2 separate regions of the Mus musculus genome follow, and region 2 is linked to region 1. A link is a contact called in public Hi-C data. All regions are on one chromosome and are shown on one strand. The core of a region is the stretch at or near the end of the contact, and the rest is flanking DNA. Distances in the headings are between cores, read along the strand shown.

The links. Hi-C and Micro-C count contacts between places; a contact is called where the count stands out from the background.
Region 2: a Hi-C map of cerebral cortex shows a contact between it and region 1, with 2.0 times the contacts expected there. The contact joins two enhancer-like sites. A contact is called at or near these places in 1 of 15 datasets of contacts at CTCF or cohesin (pro-B cells), 6 of 484 Hi-C or Micro-C datasets (cerebellar granule neurons, cerebral cortex, embryonic stem cells and 1 more), 4 of 115 datasets of contacts at active chromatin or transcription factors (all in embryonic stem cells) and 2 of 9 other capture datasets (embryonic stem cells and pancreatic islet).

What each region holds. Positions count from the first base shown.
Region 1 is chr13:11,754,502-11,760,488 of GRCm38.p6, reverse strand. Ryr2 (ryanodine receptor 2, cardiac) reads left to right here. Exons shown (of 105, transcript NM_023868.2): 29 at 644-818. Among named protein-coding and RNA genes, the nearest start is that of Ryr2, 350 kb to the left of the region's middle. Within about 2 kb of position 2,383, at least 15 of the 459 cell types and tissues checked have an H3K27ac peak or open chromatin away from gene starts, as enhancers often do. A contact at or near this core is called in cerebral cortex, where this site is marked.
Region 2 is chr13:12,162,511-12,168,326 of GRCm38.p6, reverse strand. No RefSeq gene overlaps it. Among named protein-coding and RNA genes, the nearest start is that of Gm10336, 21 kb to the left of the region's middle. Within about 2 kb of position 1,711, at least 39 of the 459 cell types and tissues checked have an H3K27ac peak or open chromatin away from gene starts, as enhancers often do. A contact at or near this core is called in cerebral cortex, where this site is marked.

The DNA.
Region 1 (5,987 bases), core at 1,134-3,633:
AAGTGGGCTGGTATCCATGTTTGGTTTGGGGCTTGTTCATTTTCACAGATACCTTCGGAGTATTTTTAGGTGTGATTTGAAGCTTTGCTGATTTTAGAAAGGAACTGAGAAGTTTCCAGAATTTCATTTTGTTTAAGTAACATCAAGAAGGGGGGTTTCATTTTGAGAAAGGCAAACATGAGAAGGGGTTTTTCTTCCTTTCTTCCTTCCTCCTCTCCTCTCCCCTCCCCTCCTTTCCCCTTCTCTCTCTTTCTTTCTCTCTTTCTTTCTCTCTCTCTCTCTCTCTCTCTCTCTCTCTCTCTCTCTTTCTTTCTTTCTTTCTTTCTTTCTTTCTTTCTTTCTTTCTTTCTTTCTTTCTTTCTAGTGGTTGGCACCCAGCTTGATTCTCAGCTCTTAACTATACATTCGGGAGTAAAGAAGAATAGTCCATAGCCATAGTACATACAGTTAGATCAACTTTCAAAAGGATGAAATAGCATCTGGTTTATTCACAGTCCCTCCCCTGTGTACACAGTAGGGATTCAGACTCCCCTGACATCCCTTTATCCCCAGCCTGGCACTAGACTGGTAGTTCCAACTGAGATCATCCTATTGCTGCTGGTCTGTCTGACTCTGTAAAAAGGGACTCTTTCGCCTCTCACAGGCACAGCGGTGGCACCAGGGCAATGAACACTACGGGCGCTCATGGCAAGCTGGTGACGTCGTGGGCTGCATGGTTGATATGAATGAACACACCATGATGTTCACTCTGAACGGCGAGATCCTGCTGGATGATTCAGGCTCTGAGCTGGCATTCAAGGACTTTGATGTTGGTGATGGTAAGAGCCACGGTGTTCTGTCATTTGGGTTTGCAGACAATGCATGGCCAGGCCCAATAGTAGTTTTAGGGTGAGTGGGTGTGTAAGTTGCCTCTGTAAATGTCTGGGCACTATGGTGACATGTGGCTGATCTGGTCAAGCATGCTTGAGATTATTACAGCAGAAATGACACCTACCCTACTTACGTAGAGTTTTGATGAGGTGGGGGTGTCTGTGTGTACAGCAGAAAGAATGGTGGCCACTACAATGGTGTCCCACAACATTAACCCCTCATTCAGAACATTCCTGGTCCATCAGTGGATTAGAGCATTTTCTTATCTATTAACTTTATAAGAAAGGAAGGAGAATCTGACATGGCTCAGCAAGTCCCTCTGTCAGAATCTCGAGTGACAAAGGTGACTAAAGCCAGGTCTCACTTTCTTGTAGATTGCTGTTTGCCAGAGAGGTTGATACTATTAAATTCTATTCTGTGGGTAAATTCTACCATCAAGACATCAGGGTAGAGGTTTTGCAAAACACTAAATTAAAAACAAATAAACAACAAACAAACAAACACCCCAGAACTAGCCCGTGAGCTGACTATATCACTTTCGGGATATTCTCAGAGAATCCTTTGTCTTACCACAGCGATGCTTGCTCATGCATGTTCTCTGCTGCTGCTCTGTTCACAATAACCAGGAAATGGAATCAGCCTAGATGTCCATCAGTTGATGGACGGAGGGTGGAAATATGGTATATGCACACAATGGGATTAGATACAGATGTGAGAAAAAAAAAGGATTCTGAAAAAAAAAAGAGGATAGGACTGATAATCCACCCCAACTCAGAAAGACAAATAAGTTCTTTTTCATTCTTGGGTTTTTAATATTTCTATATGTGCATATGCATGAACATGGGTCCAGTTATATATAAGTCTCAAAACTAGAAAAGAAACCATGAGAGGGGAGAAAGGAGGTCTTGAGGGTCATAGGACACACAAGGCACGGGAAAGGGAGCACTGGGGCTGGAAGGACATGGGGTGGGGGAGGAGGGAGCATGAAAAAGGAGGAAAGACAAAAACAAGTGCCAGAGTGAAACCTATTGCAGTATCAGTTCTAATTAGCACACAAATTATGTGACATCCTCTTAATTGTCAGGTCCCGAAAATAATGTAATGCATTGGTTGTTATCTCACAAGAAAAAAAAAAATGGAATTAATATTAAGTAACATACAGGGAGGCAGTCACACCATCAGCCAAACAGGGGCATTAGCTCTCCTCTTCTTTTGGCTTCCCAGATTCACATTTATAAGAAATAAAATTTGTCCCATATTGTTGCGGCTGTACATGTGGCTTCCTGTCTGTATCTCAGGAAGGGTCCTTAGTTGATGCTCACGATCTGTTGTAGCTTCCTTGGTTGTAGCCCCAGCTCTGTTTTCATGGCTGTGCTTTCTCTCAGATCGCAGAAGCTGCTAGCTTCTGAGCTGTGCTGGTATGCTCAGCACACAACCTCTGCTTTGGGACCAGAGGCTCACACCAGAGAAAGCAGAATCCCATCAAAGCCATCTGTTCTATACCACAGGAGGCAGCTTCCCCAGAAGACGAACAAACTGTGCCCGCAGACCTACAAACAGGGTGGGCACGTCTCAGACGGGTATAATCAGCTGAACTCATTTGCATTAATTATGCTAAGACCCGCTGCCAGAAAAACTTTCTTTAGAAACATATCACGAGGCTGCTAGTGGTAGAATGTCACTTAAGGTAACTAGCTAGTAGATCACAAATGTGAAGGGCAGGGAAGTGGGACTAGTGTTTTACAGATGTTGGGTATGTACAAAGCTTGGTGGAGATCTGCTTCATTGTGTTGGGATATTATTCCCTTGAGACAGTGTTTCTCACTGAGCTGGGAGCTACCTGGTAGTCAGCAAGCCTCTTGTCTTTGTCTCTTCCTGCAGTTGTGGAGTTATCAGTGGATGTGTGTGGTCAGGCCTACTTCCTATGTGTATGCAGGGGATTTGAACTAAATTCCTCCTGTGGGTGCAGTTAGCACCCTTAGACTGAGTGAGCTCCCAAGCTTCACCCCGTGGCTATGTTCTTGTTTACTTATTTTTATTTTATGTATGTGTGTTCATTGATAAGGGACTTCAGTTAAAGGCTCTGTTGAATTTGTTCACATCTGTAGCCCCAGTGTGTAGATCAAGAACATGCCCTGGGTGTTTACCAAATATTTGCTGGGACAAATGCAGTAGTATTCGAAGTAAGAAAGTAACCAGAAGCAAGGAGCAGTAAACTGAGGGTTTTGGACCAAGTCCCTGTCTACCATCTGCTTTTATAAGTAAAGTTTTATTCTACTACATTATAGCTATGTTCAGTTATTTGACTTCTGTCTATGGTACTTTTACATTAAAATTTATTTATATATATTCCATTTATTAATACGAATTCCATGAAAATGACTCACTTGTTGCTTTCTATAATTGATAAGATTAAAATTAAATTAAAATGGACTAGAGATTTGGCTCACCAATTAAGAGTACTTATTGCCCTCAAGGAAGACCTGAGTTCAGTTCCCACCATCCATATTAGGAAACTGACTACCACCTGTGTCTCCAGTTCTAAGGGATCTGGTATCCTCTTCTGCTCTCAGTGGACACTTGGACACATGTGATGCACATAAATTTATATAAGAATACACATAATATTAAAATAAACATTTTTATAAAATTATATGAAAGACAAGAGAAATTTGATATTTAGTATATTTATCTCCTTCATAAAGAATTGAAAAGATGTTATGAAAATAAATCTCTTTTCAGCTTATTATAAATGCTATTCAAAGGCATAAACATTTCAAATGGAATTTAATTATTTTACCAACTCCTTGAGAGATGCTAACTCTAAACCTCTATAAGAAATGGTGTAATCACTCTTGTTCACTCTTCCCCTAAAAGGATTCAGTTTTTGACACTGCTGTATTAGTCTTATTGTTCTTTCCTGTTTTGTTTGATTTGTGTCTATAGTATCTCTGGGTATATGTGTTTGTGTGTGTGTGTGTGTGTATGTATGTTCATGTATATCTGGAAGCCAAAGAAAGACATTGGGTATCTTTCACTGTTGCTCTCAGCCATATGGTTTTCACTGAACCCAGAACTCACTGATTTGTGTAATTGGCTGGCTAGTTAGCTCTTGCATCTCTCTTGCCTTTGACCTCTAGAGCTTGGCTTAACAGACATGTACAACCACACCTGGCTTTCTTATGTAGGTGGACATCATTTAAATTCAGGTCCTTATGCCTGGGAAGCAGTTGCTATAGTGACTGAGCCATTTTCCTACTTCCCAACTATTCCTTTATTGAGTAATAAGATGAATTTTAATGGCTGCCCATATTTCATCTTGTGTATATAACAAAGATAATCATTCTTTTCCTATAGGTAAATTGATTTCTACTTATTTTTCTATCTATAATTGAATCCAGTGTACTTCTATGAAAAGTTGTAGACATATTTTACTTTAGAACCATAATCCATGTTTATTGTTGCTCTGTTCACTATAGCAAAGAGAGGGAACCAACCTAGCTGTCCATCAACAGATGGATTATGAAAACCTAGTACATGTTCAAAATGGAATGCTATTCAGTGCAAAAGAAATATGATTTTTTTCAGAGAGTAAACAACTACATTTTTACCCTCAGTTGCAGATCCTGGCCTACAATATATGTGTAAGTATAGCATAATGTGTAGAAAGAACAGGAAAAGGAAACTCTTAGTGAGGAAGAAGGACAGAATGTAGATAATGGACACCTGAGTCATTAAAGATAATTAAAATTAATTATTTCCCTAGGCTTAACTCTGTCAAGGGCTTTTCATCCTTTTGTGGTTGATAAAGCATAAAGTGTATTAAGAGTGAAAGTGTGAGATCCAGTCTGAAGCTTCACAGCTTCAGCAGAATTGTTCTAAATGTGCAGAAGACCACTGAGATGGGAAGACATTGGTTCTGGCCAATCTTGCTCTTCAATGTCTTTTACTTCCAAGTTCTTTTCAGTAAATCTTTAACTATTGAAAAAATGTCTATCATGTATGTGTTTAAAAAAGGGATTGAATCTCAGGGAATGTATGCAGAATGCAGAGGGTTCAGTAGTAGAACTAAGGGTGGAATGGAATGAGGACTTAGGTCCAAGTCTCCTGAGTGTCTCTTGTCAAACCGTCCACAGGACTATTGTCCCAATGCCCTGCTCTTAGACACGAACTGTTCTGGAGATGGTACTGAATCCTCCCTTTCTATCCTCCCTCGGCTCCAAATACCACAGTCTTGGAAAAATAGCACAGGATTTGCTTAACCTTTTCCCTTATCTTCTGGCCCCTTGGTAGATGGTGAGCAGCTTGGAGCTGGTATCTCTGTGTTATTCTTAGTTTTTCCGCACATGGCAGATGATGCTTGTCAAATGAGGACACATGTGGTTGGAGGTTTCTCAATTACTATGAGGAGGATGGTCCACATAAATCTCACAACTGCTCAGGGGGATAAGCAGGGTTTCTGCTGCAGGGTCTCTTTACTGGACACAGCACTGAGGGTTAGGTTTGAAGAATGTGGCATGCAAGCAAGTGTATCTGTAGTACTTCAACACATTCCCTCCTGGAAAGGATGTTATCAGGCATGCTTTTATTAAGTGAAGTGAAGTGGTGAGAACTATCCCTTGTCTCCATAGAGAGTGCATATTTATTGGGAGAAATTTGTTGAAGGACACAAGAAAAGGGAGATGATGCAAAAGTGTTCAGAGTCTTTCTACTCTGAAGCTTATCCAAACAGAGTTCTTGTTTGAAGAAATACTTGCATGTGACTATTTTCCTATGTGCAGATCATTCTTTGAAGAATAAATGTTCAAAATCAAATGTTTATTCCATCCAAGAGCATATATATTATTAAAGCAATGTAGTTAAGAATAGAGATTTAGTTTCTTGTTCAATATATAACTCTTTGTATGTATTACTGGTTATCTTAATCTTTTAAACAAAACTACTTTAAATGTACAACGAAAGTCAGAGAAGCACAATTAACACCCATAGGTCTACCATGGAGGTATTTGCAAGTCTCTAGTATCTCCTAAGCTGATAATGCTGCCGTAAACACTGTGATCAAAAACAAACAGATGTTCCTTGTCCAAGGAGACGACTCTATCTTATTGTCTCTTCAG
Region 2 (5,816 bases), core at 462-2,961, 410 kb before region 1:
AACCACTCTGTAGACCAGGCTGACTGCAAACTCAGATATTTCTTTGGTGCTGTTTTCCATGTGCCAAGATTAAACGCAAGCACCATAACTGCCTGGCACTATAATCCAGCTCTTTGAGGTAGGAAGATCCACCTTTAATCTGGGGTGCACCTGCTGGCAGCCCATAGAAAGGCCATGGAGCTAGGCTAGCTCTCTGCCTGTTTCCTCCTGGAGCTAGGCTAGCTCTCTCTCTGCCTGCTTCCTCCTGGAGCTAGGCTAGCTCTCTCTCTGCCTGCTTCCTCCTGGAGCTAGGCTAGCTCTCTCTCTGCCTGCTTCCTCCTGGAGCTAGGCTAGCTCTCTCTCTCTCTGCCTGCTTCCTCCTGCAGGTTGTCTTCTGACCTCCACCATGTGGCTCTGGCTTGTGTACACACACACAATTTTTAAAAACACATTTAAAAAGCAGAATTGTGAAAACACCTTTATGCATTTGTCTGTGATTTTTCAAGACAATGGTCATTTTATTTTCAATTAATTTTTTAACATTAGCATACAGAATTCTAGTTTTTATTATGACATAATTTGTTTTTGTTGATCCTTCTCCCACTGTTTTCTTCCATGTCTAAGTCCCCCTCTGCACCTCTGACCTGTACACTAACTAACCTCTTTTCTGTTTCCATGTTACGCATGCTCCAGGACCTCTCCCTTACTTCTTCAGCCCCTTTCCTTTCTAGCTTTACGACCTATGCCTACATGTACTGTGTGCCCTATGTGCACAGCGGGTGCCTTGGAAAGTCAGAAAAGGCATTGGCTTCCTTGGAACTCGAGTTATGGATGGTTGTGAATCACCATGTGAGTGCTGGGAACGGAACCTGGGTTCTCTGCAAGAGCAACACGTGCTTTTAACAGCTGAGCCGCCTCTCCAGCTCTAAATTTATTTTTATTCTTGCCTGCATGTATGTGCACAGTGTGAGTGCCTGCTGCACTCAGAAGCCGGAAGAAGGTAACAGATGTCCCAAAACTGGAGTTAAAGATAGCTGCAGACAGTGACCCGTGGGTCCTGGGTCTTAAAGCAGGTTTCTTTGGAAGAACAGCCAGGTCCATAACCATTGAGCCACCTCTTCAGCCCTCGGCCACTTTTGATATCTGCATAACGACTCATTTTTCTAAATAATTTTGAAATATTTTACTCTGTGGCGTGATCAGTATTAGTTCTTGCATTTAACAACAGCAAGCCATTGGCTATCTTTGGTTCCTTTTCCCCCCACTGCACTAATCTCTGGGGACACATTCCCTGAAGTGGATTCCAGGCTCAATGTTAGATATGCACCAATGGCTTCTTTATATGTATTTATAACATTTGTTTCATGGGAAAATGAATTCTGAGTCCTTCAAACAGACTTTCAAAATCATCTTACATTGCTGGTTTAAAATTTTGCCAGTGATTATTTGGTATTTATGTTTGTGTTCTGTAAATTTGTGTTTCTGAGTGTAGACATACTGAATTTCTCCGTGTTCTTAGGGATCTGTTTTGTGCTCTCAGCTTTGGAGAGCTTTGCTGTTATTCCCAGAGTGCAGGATTTCTGCTCCCCTTCTGTTCCCAGGACATTCGCAACCTGCAGAGAGTGTTAACAAAGGCATCTAGCTGCATTCGGTTGCTCGGGTGGGGGGGAGGCAATGCCTGCACTAATGTCTTTCTCTAGAACAATCCTGTAGGCGGAAGGAGTAGGAAGCGTTGTCAAGGCTGAGAAGCAGGACACAGCTGCTTCTGAGAGCTCTCTAAGGAGTTGGGAGGTCTCTTGTGGGCTGCTGTCTGTCCTCTCTCAGGTGAAGCCACTGGTTAAATAGATTACTAATGGAGTTCTCCGGGGGAGCAGAGATTGGCTTTTCTCACTGGAGCTAGCTGCTAACTCTCAGATACTTTCAAAAGCCAACTGGGCTGCCAGCAAATGGGTCCAGAAAGAGACTAAAGGGAGGACAGCACCGATGGCCTCCTGATGTCCCCCTCATTCTGCTTTTCCTTTCCTCCCTCTCCCAGACCCACCCCCAAACTGGAAACAAAACAAAACAAAACAGTCTCTTTTTCCTAAAGTGTTTAAAAAATTTTTTTTAGACGATGGATTTTGTGTAGACCAGGCTGACCTTGAAGTCCCTATGCACCCAAGGATGATCTTGAAATCCTAGTCTGTCTACTTCCTGGGTGCTGAGATTATAGGTGTGTGTGCCAGCCTACCCAGTTTATGCTGGGGATCAAACCCAGAGCTTCTTGTATCCAAGGTAAGCACTCTGACAACTGAGCACCATCTTCTCCCCCTTGAAGCTCTTTTCTTTTTCTTTCTTTAAAGAATCAGAGCGTTCCCTTTACGAGGAGACACATGCGCATGCATACACACACACACACACACACACACACACACACACACACACACGCACACACACACACACACACACATTAGAAGACAGCAGTGTACCAGAGTATTCAAGCTTGGCTCAGGCACAGAGAGACCCAGAATGTGAGCATCCACTCTTATATAATCCAGCATAAGATCTAGAGAACATTTCTTGCAGTTTTGCCCACTGTCCTCAGAACCAAAGGCTTATTTATCATTAACCAACCAAACAGCAACAAACACTGATAGAAGACGCTGGGGGAGAAGGAGCCCTTCTGCACTGCAGGGGGGAGTGTGACTGACTGCAGCTGTTAAGAGAGTCAGAATGGAGTTTCCTCAGAAAGCTAAAAATAGAATGACCATTTGATCCAGCTATACCACTCCTGGGGATATACGCAAAAGACTCGAGTCAGCAAATCGCAGGGATTCTTGCAAATTTATGTTTACTTTGGTCCTATTCTAGGTGAACAGATAAAATGTAATATATATGTGTGTGTATGTAGTATATATATATATATATATATATATATATATATATATATATAAAATATATATATGTGTGTGTGTGTGTGTGTGTGTGTGTATGTATACATATGCACACAATGGAGTTTTATTCAGTCACCAAGAACAAAATACTATTTGCTGGAAAGTGGATATACAACTGGAGATCATATTAAGTCAAATAAGCTGGATTCAGAAAGTCAAATAATTTTTTTTCTCCTGTAGAACCTGGGTGATATGTATGTATACACATGAAAGTTGAAGGTGGACTATTTAGGAAAAGGAAGGGAATAATCAGGATGTGGGCGGAGGAGGGTAGGAGAAGGTAATGGGAATACGTCTGATCACAGAACATGATGTTCTTGAACACAAATGTTTCTATTGAACCTATTTTTTGTACACCAAATATACACTAATAAAAAATTAAAATGGGTAGGGAGGCATCTCAGTAGTACAGTGTCTATCTAGCTTTTTAAAGATGCCAGGTTCTATCCCCAGTGGTGTAAGATACATGTAATCTTAATACTTGGAATCAGTAAGCAGGAGGGTCAGGAGTTCAAGGTCAGCCTGAGTTACCAGAGGCTCTGTCTCAAAAGCACCTCTGCCCTGCCTCCCCCAACCCCCATTAAAACACCAGGGTTTGTTTGTTTTTTTAATCTTCTGTCCAAATTGTACCAGTACCTTGTCTCTAAATGAGACTGATGACTGAGAGCAGGGCCTTAGGTGAATAGCCATACTCAGAGAATGAAGTACCTGAGTACCAAGTCTGGTGGTTCGGACTGTCCTTTTATGTCCACTAAGGTGCACTACATGTTCCTCCTCTCTGGAGTGGCCTGGATGTGAGTTACTGCTGCAGTGTGAATAAGAGCTGTCAGCCAGGCACAGTGGTGCACGCCTTTAATCCCAGCACTTGGGATGCAGACCCAGGCAGAGCTCTGTGAGTTTGAGGTCAGCCTGGTCTTCAAAGCAAGTTCCAGGGCTACAAAGCGAAATTCTGTCTCAAAAAACAATAGCGATGGAGAGAGGGGAAGGGAGAGGTGCACGTGTGTGTGTGTGTGTGTGTGTGTGTGTGTGTGTGTATGTGGCGGTTTGGGGGAGGTGTCTCCCATATGCTCACGTATGTGAACACTTGCTCCTGAGATGGTGGCACTGTTTGGGAAGGTTGTGGGCATTTTAGGAGCTGGATGAAGTATATCTCTGGGGGAGGCTTTGGTGCTCCATCTCCTGGCCTTACTTCCTGTTCTCTCTCCAATTCTTGTGAATGGGCATGAAGCTTGACCAGTGTTCTTCCTGCCTGGCAGACTGCTCTCATGCTCCTGCTGCTAAGATGGACTGTGCTCATCCTCCCAGAACGGTCTCTGTCAGGGCATTCTAACACCGCAGTAGAAATGCAACCAGTGCAGCCGTCCACCAATAAAGTGTACAAAGGAATCACCCGGCACCCGAGGAAAAAGCCCCATGAAAGGAACAACGGATATACTGAACTGGCACTCGAGAGCACAAAATTAGTACAATTAGTGGAGGATTAGTTTGAAAAGCTCCTCCCCCAACGGCACACTGGACGCTAGGGACCACCAATAAGAGGGAACACGTGATGTTTATCTTCCTGGATCTGGATTTCTTGGCTATAATCTTTTCTAGTTCCATCTGTTTTACCTGCAAATTTTCTTGATTTTATTTTTCTTTATGACGAATAATAGTCCACAGTGTCTATGTATTACATTATCAATATCCATTCGTCAGTTGAAGGAAATTTAAGTTGTTTCCACTTTCTGGCTATTATAACTAGAGCAACAATGGACGTAGCTGAGCAACCTGAGGAGAAGAATGCTGGAGTCTTTTCAACAGTCTTCACAGAAGGATCTACAAAAGACTCCGGATAATCAAAGCAGTCTTTAGGAAAAACCGTGATAGAGGGATCACCATACCAGATTTCAAGCTGTGTTATAAAGCTATCGCAATACAAACAGCATGGTCCTGGTACAGAAATGCAAATCAATGGAACAAAATAGAAGACCCAGATGTGAGAGTGTGTAACCACACACATCCAATATTTGGCAAGGATGTAAAAAATACACACTGGAGAAAAGATAAAATCTCCAACTAATGGTACTAGGAAAGCCAGGTCTCCACATGTAGAAGAATGTAGACCCCCATTATCTATCACGCTGAACAACAACAACAAAAAAGTTAACTCCAAATGGACCAAAGACTACAAAGTGAAACTTGAAACACTGAAATTGCCAGAAGAAAACACAGGCAGCCATACTCGACAAAACATAGCTACAGGAAAGAAGGTTCCGAAGTAGGGCTCCATTCACTCAGGAATGAAAGCCAATGATTGATAAGCGAACCTCAAAAACGAACAAGCCAAACTGACGAAAGCTAAATGTTATTGTGCAACAAAGAAAATGAGTGAAGAGGAAGCCCGAAGAGTGCGGCAGAGGCTTTGCCATCGTACATCTGAGAGAGGATGATGCATAGCCAGAATACACAAAGAATCCAAATCACAGAGCCAAGAAAACAAACGCCTAGTGTAAAGACTGGGCTAAAGAACTCTAAACAGCTCTTTCTCAAAAGAAGATATAAAAACAGCTAAGAAAGACCTCAAAAGTCTTCAACATTTTTAGCTTCTAGGGAAACGGCAATGAAAACTATTTTGAAATTTCATCCTACCCCACTCTAAATGTCTAAGTTGAGGAGGGGGGAAAAAAAACCAAATTGAAAGCAAGTGCCGGCAAGGATGTTGGGAGATGGAAACCCTCGTTTGTGGTTGGCTGCACTGCAGACTCGTACAGTCAATATGGAACTCTTTTTGGTCAATTCTAAAAAAGCTAAAGGAAGAGAGATACCATATGACCTAGCTATGCCAAGGGAAGAGCTAGAGTGGTGTATATGCCCAGTGGTATAGGCTTGATAGGCTGCTGCAGGGGGATTGCTGTGAGCTTG